Regions from separate parts of the Sus scrofa genome. Here all the other regions are linked to region 3. A link is a contact called in public HiChIP or PLAC-seq data. All regions are on one chromosome and are shown on one strand. Each heading gives the region's core, a stretch centred on a gene start, on an enhancer-like site or on the middle of the called end of the contact. The rest is flanking DNA. Distances are from core to core; before and after follow the strand shown. Region 1 overlaps FGGY (FGGY carbohydrate kinase domain-containing protein). Region 2 overlaps FGGY (FGGY carbohydrate kinase domain-containing protein). Region 3 has its middle 120 kb from the start of JUN.

Region 1 (3,161 bases), core at 157-2,656, 410 kb after region 3:
TGTGATGGTGATAGGAAGGCAAGGAAGAAGCTAGGAGTATCCTTTATCTCAGGGGGCTCCCTAACCCTAACCCCCTAGGACCAAGTGCACGAGGCTGTGAAAGCTATTTTTACCAACATTTTATTATCAAAATGGTCAAACATACAGAAAAATGGAAACAATTGTGAACACTTAGAACCATCGTCACATGGATTCTGCCATTAACATTTTACTCTGCTTGGTTTATCATGGCTGTACCCATCTATCTGTCCTTCTGTCCATCCTGTCTGTCCACCTGAAGTGTTTGGAATAAGTCGAGACATGATTACACTTGTGAAAGCAGTTTGAAATATTACCTGAGATACTTACTAAATTCTGTTTGGTTGCTACCTACAAACATCATCAATACCTACACCAGAATTTATTCAGTATATTCTGTGCACTTTTAAGTCTGCTGTCTCATTTAATTATTTTGAAAATCTCGTAGGCTAGATGTTATTACGTTGCAGATGAAGAAGCTGAGGATGGAGGTCATTAGATAGATTTATCACACACAGACTGACTTCTGCATTGCTTCTGACAATGCTGGAATGCAAAAGTCTGGCTTTCTAATTCTAGGAAATAGATTTAAGATGGAGTTATAAAGGTTAGCTGGTCAACTTCGGTCTTCATCAGGTAAGGTCCTTCTGTCCTACCCCACACATCAGTTACCTAGGTAAAGAGAACTAGTCCTTTTGGTTTATTTCAAATCCCTGGTAACATATTTGTCTAACATAAAGTTTTAAGATAAAAATGATCTCTAGAATAAAAAGTTATCCTCTTACACTCACAATTAAAGAATCATACTTGAGACTAGGTGAAATCTAAGATTCCCTCCTCTCCATAAGCTCCAACCCGTTACTCTTTGGTCTGTGCTCCAGAATATTTGAGTTACCTCCCAAAGAGCTGGCTTTTTTCTCTTCTTTGCATTCATCTGAAATGTTTATAGTTGGAAAAAATGAATAAATGATTCAACTAGTTCCTTACCTCTTCTGAACCCGGAGTTCCTGGCAGTACTTCTGCAGCTGAGACCCCAGTGGAGGCCGGTCTCTGTGTATAAAGCTGTGTCCACTCTGCTGGTTGAATGATAAAGGGATCCAGGGATCCCCATCAAAACCCATGTCTCTCTGAAGCCTTCCTGTATGGAGAAGGCTATAGATTAGGAGCAACCATAACTTGGGAGCAATCTCAGTAATCAAGAAAGTCTGATCTCAGCTCTGCAGCCTCATCAAGAACCTAACCCACACCCTTTGAAAAAGCTGCTGTAAGCCTGGCTTCTCAACAGTCAGTATCTGTGGCTCAAAAATGCAAGACTAGGGAGTGTCGGAGGGAGTAAGAAGCTGCCTGGGTAAGTGGCTCTGCCCTCTGTAGCTTCTGTCTCTCCTGAAGGCTTCAGTAAAAGGTCTGAACCATAGCACAAAGAGCTGTTTTCTGCCAGTAATGCTGTGTGTATTGGAGAGTATTAGAGTTTTGGAGCTTGCCCAAGGAAAGCAAAGCAAGCTATCGGGACATAAGATCTTGTTGCCAATTAATTATTCATAATGTTTTTAATAATAAGGATTTCATCTTCTCTAATATTATTTGGATAATTCACCACTGATTAGTGAAAATTATCGCTCGTGGATGAGCACCAGTCCAGCGTCTGGCATTTGGGAGCAGCTGTTCTCCATGACCCCTGGAGTTCTCCCTCAGCACTGGCATTCCGTGAGCCTAAGATAGATGGGGAGAGAATCGGGACCAGAGTAAGGCCTACTGCAGTTGTCCTGGCATGAGGCCGTGTGGTCTGGCTTTGGCCAGGGGTCAGAGACCAGCCCGTGGACCTGAGAAAGAGAGTGAATCACTGTGCAAGTATTTATCGAGCACCTCCCATGTCCTGGGAAGCAGCAGCCGGACAGCCATGAAGGAGTATTGGGTTTGGAGTTCAAGTGGTCAGCATTTCACCCGAGGCTGTTCACTTACTCTCTTTATCATCTTGGACAGTTCATTTCACTTAATGGGTCTTAGTTTCCTATGTAGGGAATGGTATTGACGGCAGTATTTTATATCAAATGGTATTTGGTAAGTTGTAGCATGCTGGTGGTAGTAATGTGTTTTCAGATGATTAGGACAGAAGAAATTGATTTTTTGGGAAAAAGGTTAGTGGGGTCTCTTTTTCATATACTTATCTCTCTATGCAGTTAAAAAAGCTAAGAAGGGAAAAATCCGTATTGTTTGGGGGTAAGCACTTTCTTCCTTTTAAGCTGTTCTTAATCTTGATGGGTAACTTGGGGAGTAGGTAGTATTATTCCTGTTTGCATGAACGCCTGAGCTGGGTATCTGACTCAATCTAACTCAGGCCTATGCCCTTTCCAGCTCACAGGCCGAGGGTTGGAGAGAGTGAATCTCTCCTCAGATGCCCCAAGCAACTGTTTCCAGAGCAGTTTCACTTGTGCTCTTATCAGTGGCTTATAGGGTACTGTCTTCAGCAACCCACATTCTCAGGGTGATAGCTCTAAGGATGGGTACACGTTTCAGAAGAGGTCTAAAAATGCTAGTGTGGTACCCATCAGCTCCTGCCAGAGTTGAGCAAGAACATTCATTCACTCAGCAGATATTTATTGAAAGTTTCTTTTATTCCAAGGACTTGGTTAAATACTGGGAATATAGCATTAAACCAAACAGAGGCCCTGTCTTCCAACTGCTCATATTCCAGAAGTGGGACAGAAATAAAGTCACAGCGCTGTATAAGTAGATGGAAATTCAGATTCCTTTGGAAAATATACCTCAGGTAGGGGAGAGGAATCAGGAGGAGGTGACATGTAGGCTGTGGGCCAATGGGGGTAGCACTCGGTCGGCTGGGCTTGCAGAAGGCAGGCTGGGAGGATGGCCTGGCATGGGAGAGGTTTGGCAGTCTGGGGAAAGGAGGCCTCCATGAGGCTGCAGATAGAATGTGGTGTGAGTCTAGAATGTGAGAAAGGGGTTCTGTGAGTCAGTCTAAAAGCACCTTTTGAACCCCTTTTGCATGTTCAGGGAATCAGGGGAATTTCCTTTTTGGACATCATGGGATGGAGCCTTAGGCCCAATCAGAGAAAAGCCAGAAGCCTTTGTCACACCTCTTCTGACTCTCCCACCTTGGGGTCCTGGGACCTGAGAACTCAGTGGCC
Region 2 (3,086 bases), core at 353-2,852, 490 kb after region 3:
AGAACTCTCTTGGAACACAAACCTCTTATTCTTTGCCAGCACTGTTGTCAGGATTTTCCCACCATCAGAGCCAATCTAAGTTATGCTACCATGTGGTGGTCAGTGTCTGGGTATCACCGTCATCTTTCTTATTCTCAGGCCTGTGACATGTTACAAAGAGAGAACTTTAGAGGTTTTTCCATAACCCGAGTTAACCTCTCCCTGCTTGCAATGCTTCTGTTGATGAAAAGGGACAGGATTTCGAGATCTACCATCTTGCTGTTTTATTTTGGACACTATACTTAGCTTCTTTGATCCTTCATTTGTTTCTCTGCAAAGGAGAGTAACCTGCTTGTCCAGGCTACCCACCCCTCCAGAGTTATTTTAAGAGTAGAATAAGATAATCTGTGCAACACCCAGTATGATGTAATATTAGTGTACCTTTTGCACCCAAGGAGACTACAGCATCCACATTCACGAGCACTGGATTGTAAACTCAGTTAAGACAGACTCTGAGAGTTTGTGTTATGGCTCAGAGGGTTAAGAATCTGACTAGTATCCATGAAGATGTAGGTTCGATCCCTGGCCTCGCTCAGTGAGTTAAGGATCCAGTGTTGCCATGAGCTATGGTGTAGGTTGCAGATGTGTCTTGGGTCCAGAGTTGCTGTGGCTGTGGCGTAGGCCGGCTCTCATTCAACCCCTAGCCTGGGACTTTCATATGCTGAGGGCACAGCCTTACTAAGGGAAGGAAAAAAAAGTCACAGACTCTGTGTGTGTCTTTTTCTCCTGGTTATCAGGATCTAGAAAGTATTCAATACGAAGAAAAGTTAGAAAATGAGACCCTGTGGTCCATTGCCCCAGTGGGGGGGGCTGGAGAGGGGATTAGGGAGTTACTGTGTGGTTTACAGGTCACATTTCTGACACATGTTCCAAGCCACATTTTTAAGAGTTCACCCAGTCACATCCTGAGTGGACTCCAGGAAGCTGGGGGAGCATCTCTAGCCTGAAGGCATCCACAGTCACGTATCTCAAAATCTCTATATCTGCTGAACAAAATGTCTTTGGGCCAACTCACATCTTCAGGCAACCATTTGTGACTCCTGATTGACAGAGACCCTAGGATTAACACTGGAACAGGTGCTGGGCCGGTAAAGGTGAGGAGCTCAGAATCCAGTCGCAGAGACAGACAGGGAAAGAACAGTGAGGAAGTGAGAACGGCTCAGGTGTATGGAGCGCTTAGCCATGCCCTGTTCCTGCAAATGACGGCAACTTGTATTCAAGAGCCCAGTGTGAGGCAGGGGGTGTTATTGCCCCTGTGGATGAGGACAGTTAAGATGCCAGGAGGTTGAGTAACGTGCCCAAGGTCATGAAGCCGGTAGCTGGCGGGTGATGAAGTGTGCTCTGCGCAGTGGAGAAAGGAAGGACAGAAGCCCCTTCCGGATCTCACTCCTTCACTCAGGTCTCCTTCCTGCCCATCCTCCACAGAGCAGCCTAAGTGACCTTACAGTGTCACTGAGATCAGGCCATTCATCAGCCTCTGTTGCTCATGCAGTAACATGCCCCCTCCAAGGAGGCCCTGTGCCATCAGGATGCCGCCTCCCTAGCCAGCCTGGCCCTGTGCCTCAGGCTCTGTGCTCAGCTCCACGTGCTCAGCTGCCCAGGCCTTTGCAGTCACTCTGCCCAAGTCTCTCCTTGTTCTGAAGGACCTTTGTCGTTCCTCAGGCCTCAGATCCAGGGTCTTCTCCTCAGAGGTCCACCCTGCCTATCCTGCCCCAAGGCAGCCTCCCAGGTCACTCTCCTCCTCGTCACCCTGCTGGTTTCCTCCCTGGCGTATTTGCCAAGCTGACGCCCCCACTGGGATGTAAGTTCCAAGAATGGCAGGACCTGTTCTGTTCCCTGTCCCGTCGCATTGGTGACATGTGGCTGGCACAGAGTAGACGCAAAATACAAGCATGTTTGTGAGGGAGATCCTGTTGTGGCTCAGCAGTAAGGAGCCCGACCAGTATCCATGAGGATGCGGGTTTGATTCCTGGCCCCACTCAGTGGGTTAAAGGATCTGACATTGGTATGAGCTGTGGTATAGGTCACAGACGCAGCCTGGATCTGGCGTGGCTGTGGCTGTGGCTGTGGCTGGCAGATGCAGCTCCAATTCAACCCCTAGCCTGGGAACTTCTATATGCTACAGGTGTGGCCCTAAAAAGCAAAAAAAAAAAAAAAGAAAAGAAAAGGCAAGGACATATTTTATTGGTGGATCAAAGGAGGCACTGTGACCCACCCAATGTCATAGAAGTAACAGTGACAGGAGCTGAACCTTACACTCATCAGGACAGCGCCTTGCCTGAAACGCATTGCCTCCCCACTGTTCTCAGGTCAGAGTCCCCAGCGCTTGGCCTGGGCCATAGACCTTGATGACCAGCCCCTGCAGCCTCACGGCCCCGGTTCTCTGCACACCCTCCCCAACTGCTTTGGCCACACTGACTTCTCCACAGCGCACATTCCAGGCCACCTTCTGCTGGTCCAGCCCTTTTCCTGTTCTTTTCCCACAGCTCTCACTATCCTTCTGGTTTCAGCTTAAACCTTCCTTCCCTGGGAATCTGTCCCCGAGCCCCTGGCCCAGATGAGATGCCGCTCAAGGGCCCTTCATTGGATTGAGCACCCAGACAGTTCTGTGATTTACTCTCTGGTTTCTGGCTGTCCTGCCTTGCCTGCAGGAGAGGCAGCCTATTCATCTCAGCCAGCTCTGTGTACCCTGGGCCAACTCCTGGGCCCGTTAGGTGGCAGATGCTAAATAAACACTCGTCAAGGGACTGAGCACGGAAATGGACAGGTGTAGAGTGAGTGAGTGAAGAACTCCTAAATCTACTGTACCTCCCCCTTCTCTGGGGAGGCTCACAGGGTAAGATTCCCTAGCCTTTCGCGGATGTCTGCCTGGTTCTGGGAACCAGGAGAGGTTGAGTGACAGGAATAAGGAGGTTTGTGTTGGTCTCGTCTCAGCCTGGGCAAGGGAAGAGCTTTGGCTCTGAATGTTATAACCAAAACTAAAATTAGTCGTCTGTTGACCGCTGCCTAAGGCCACTGTTCTTGGAGAAAGGTCAAGAGAAACTGGA
Region 3 (2,976 bases), core at 122-2,621:
CATATGCCATGGGTGTGGCCCTAAAAAGACACTAAAATAAATTAAAAAACAAAACAAAACAAAACCAACAATGAAAAAACAACCAACTGAACAGAAAAACAAAAAACAAAACAAAACAAAACAAAAACCAAAACAAAACCACAGGTTGTGTTATCAAACAGGACTGAGTTAAATTTCTGGCTCAAGTCCTAGATGACCTTTGACATGCTATTTCACTTCAGTAACTGTAAAATGAGAGGAAGACTATTCACCTCAGTGTAGCTTTGAGGGTTACACTGAAAAAGTATATAGAAAATTCAGCGTCATGCCTGAGGCATAGTAGGTATTCAAAAATTGGCAGCTCTAATTAGCTAAAGCCTGAGTGGCTTAACTAAAGCTAAGCTCACACAAGAAATGACGGTGCTGGGAGAGATAAAAGAGCGGTTTGAGATTAACACTACTATATATAAAATAGATAACTAACAAGGACCTTATAGGTTTGTAATATCCTATGAGGGGAAAGAATCTGAGAAAAGATTCTGAAAAGAGTCTGAAAAAATATGTGTACACACACACACGTTTATAACCGAATCACTTTTCTGGACACTTGAAACTAAAACAACATTGTGAATCAACTATATTGCAATTTAAAAATCATTTAAAAAAAAGGAAAAAAAGAAATGACAGTATTAAACCTTGAGTTTCCTTCTCTGGGTCTTTCTGGTTCACCTCACCTCTCTTTACTAAATCAACAGCAAAGAAACCCAGTTCATGAAAGGAGATGGAAAGTCTCTTCAAATCTGGTGTGATTTTATAGGTCAAGTCGGTTTTAAACAGGAGACAACCATTTCCTTCTCTCCCTCCAGCCTTGTCCCCTCTATGTCAATCCCGGCCAAAGGAAGCGGCAGGGGGGCCTGGCGGGCTCCCCTCTCCTCCCCGCCTCCTCCCAGTTCCTGTTCCTGTGGTTCTCCGAGCCCCCAGCAGATGGGCCGCCCTTATCAGCCAGCTCCAGGCCAGAGGAGGAATCCTCAGGTCACATGCGGCTCCCCGCAGGGCAGGAGACCTTGTAAATAAGCACAACCCCAGCAGAGGAGGGAGGAGGGTCGCTGGAAAAGAATCCTTGACATTTTGGTGACTGGGCCGGGATTAAAGGCCACCAGGCCTAGCTCTTATTGGCCATTTCTGTGAGGAGTTGCCAATCCCTGGATTCAAGGCAGCCTTTAAATAGCCCTGGGAGCTGGGGCATTCCCAGTGTGCTTCTGCCTTGATCCAGGCCTAATCCCTTGCCCAGGACTGACCTTTCACAGTTTACAGAGCACTTTATCTCTTGGCTCAGTGGTGTCTCACAGGGCTCTGCTGAGAGAAGGGACTAGATCACTGCCCCCAACTTCTAAATGAGGAAACTGAGGCTTGGACCCTGAATGACTTCCTCCTGGCTACACAGCTGGCAGCGGTCGAGTCTGGGCTGAGATCCACATCTGTTCGGGCACCAAATCCAGAGGTCTGCCCATCACACCAGTGTCCTCCATTGTGGTCTTCCTTTGTGCCCAGCATCTGTGCCCCGACCCGCCCCCCTACCGCCCCACCACCACCGGGAACCCACATTCCCAGGAGGAGTGAGTGCCAAATGGGTGGATTTCAACATAATTCAGTGAATGAAGCCAGTCCAAAAACGGTCATACTCTATCATTTCCTGCATCTAGAACTCTAGAAAACGCAGGCTGATGTACAGGGTTAGAAAGCAGATGGGCCGTGGTTGGAGAAGGGAGGGAGGAGGGGAGAATGCAAGGGGACAGGAGGACACTTGGAGGTGGGGGTGATGGGTTCACAGGTGTGTAGGTAGTGAATTGTGTGCTTCAATTCACACAGCTTATTGCACTCAATGATACCTCCATAAAGCTATTAAAAAAGAGAAAGAGAAGAGAAGAAAAAGAATGCAGGAGTTTGGCAGAGTAATTAAAGAACCCTGAGAAGACTTAAAAGGGTACACAGAGTTCCACAGGCACTTGGGAGAGAAGAGATTCTTCTCTGAGTTGTAAAGATCAGGAAAGTGTTCTTGGAACAGGTGTCCGATGTGGCTCTAGGATGGACAGGGAGGTGTGAGGTCAAGGAAGATGAAGGTGGACGATGCAAGGAGTTGAGGGAATAGAGCGGGGTGTGCTCTTCCTCCCCATCCCCCACTTTCTTCTGGATCCTTAAAGGCCTGAGGTTAAAACAGCCGCAATTCTCTCTTTTCTTCAGAAAGTCAGACACCTGCCCTACTTGGCGGGCAGCTGCTTTTGCTAATAAGACTCCTGCCCTTCTCCCTCCCCCACTGTGCAGCTCATCCCTTTAGGTCTGGCTGGGCCCCCTCCCTGCCCTCTCCGATTTCCTCTCTTAACTGAACTGCCAAGTGCTTGCTGGGTGAGCCATCGACAGCCCCAGCTCCCAGGGCCCCGGGCACCCTTATTTCAGTCCCTTCCAAATCTCGCAAAAAGAAGGAGGTTTGGGGGGATGCATGTGGGTGTGTGATGCGATTCTAGGTACAAAATGAAAATAGCTTTTTTTTCCCTTTCGTAACCTTTGGCTTAGTAAATAGACAATCACTGGAAAATTTTGAATAATGACTTTCTTCAACGATATTGTCATACAGCAAGAAGAAACTCAAGCATCGTTACACTGGTGCACACTGATTATGGTTAATCTGGTCCAGAAGCAATTTGGTTGGCTGCTGTTATAGTTTGTAAAACATTAACTTGGGTTTGGATGATCCTGTTATTCATGACTCCACATAAGGGACCCTTCCAATGATGAATGGAACCACATATGAAATTGTGGGTTAGCTCTTGCTTTTCAGTTTCCTTGGCATGTGTGTTGATTTGAAACTGCCCCCTTTTAAAAATTGCCTTATTAATTAAATAACCCAGTCAGCCACATTCCCTCCTCCTAATTCAGCGCTCAAATGTAAGCTTAGTTCTGGAGTCAGCTTTCTAACCTTGGCTTAAGGGACATTAGTCA

What was found. HiChIP or PLAC-seq counts read pairs in DNA pulled down with a chosen protein or histone mark.
Region 1: a contact with region 3 is called in an H3K27ac HiChIP or PLAC-seq map of skeletal muscle. The contact joins two enhancer-like sites. A contact is called at or near these places in 2 of 2 datasets of contacts at active chromatin or transcription factors (alveolar macrophages and skeletal muscle).
Region 2: a contact with region 3 is called in an H3K27ac HiChIP or PLAC-seq map of skeletal muscle. The contact joins two enhancer-like sites. A contact is called at or near these places in 4 of 47 Hi-C or Micro-C datasets (heart right ventricle, psoas muscle and skeletal muscle) and 1 of 2 datasets of contacts at active chromatin or transcription factors (skeletal muscle).

The regions. Positions count from the first base shown.
Region 1 is chr6:153,156,681-153,159,841 of Sscrofa11.1, reverse strand. The region is part of intron 4 of FGGY (FGGY carbohydrate kinase domain-containing protein); the gene reads left to right. Among named protein-coding and RNA genes, the nearest start is that of FGGY, 55 kb to the left of the region's middle. Within about 2 kb of position 1,406, at least 11 of the 83 cell types and tissues checked have an H3K27ac peak or open chromatin away from gene starts, as enhancers often do. A contact at or near this core is called in skeletal muscle, where this site is marked.
Region 2 is chr6:153,072,932-153,076,017 of Sscrofa11.1, reverse strand. All of the region lies in intron 5 of FGGY (FGGY carbohydrate kinase domain-containing protein), which reads left to right. Among named protein-coding and RNA genes, the nearest start is that of FGGY, 140 kb to the left of the region's middle. Within about 2 kb of position 1,602, at least 8 of the 83 cell types and tissues checked have an H3K27ac peak or open chromatin away from gene starts, as enhancers often do. A contact at or near this core is called in skeletal muscle, where this site is marked.
Region 3 is chr6:153,565,851-153,568,826 of Sscrofa11.1, reverse strand. No RefSeq gene overlaps it. Among named protein-coding and RNA genes, the nearest start is that of JUN, 120 kb to the left of the region's middle. Within about 2 kb of position 1,371, at least 39 of the 83 cell types and tissues checked have an H3K27ac peak or open chromatin away from gene starts, as enhancers often do. A contact at or near this core is called in skeletal muscle, where this site is marked.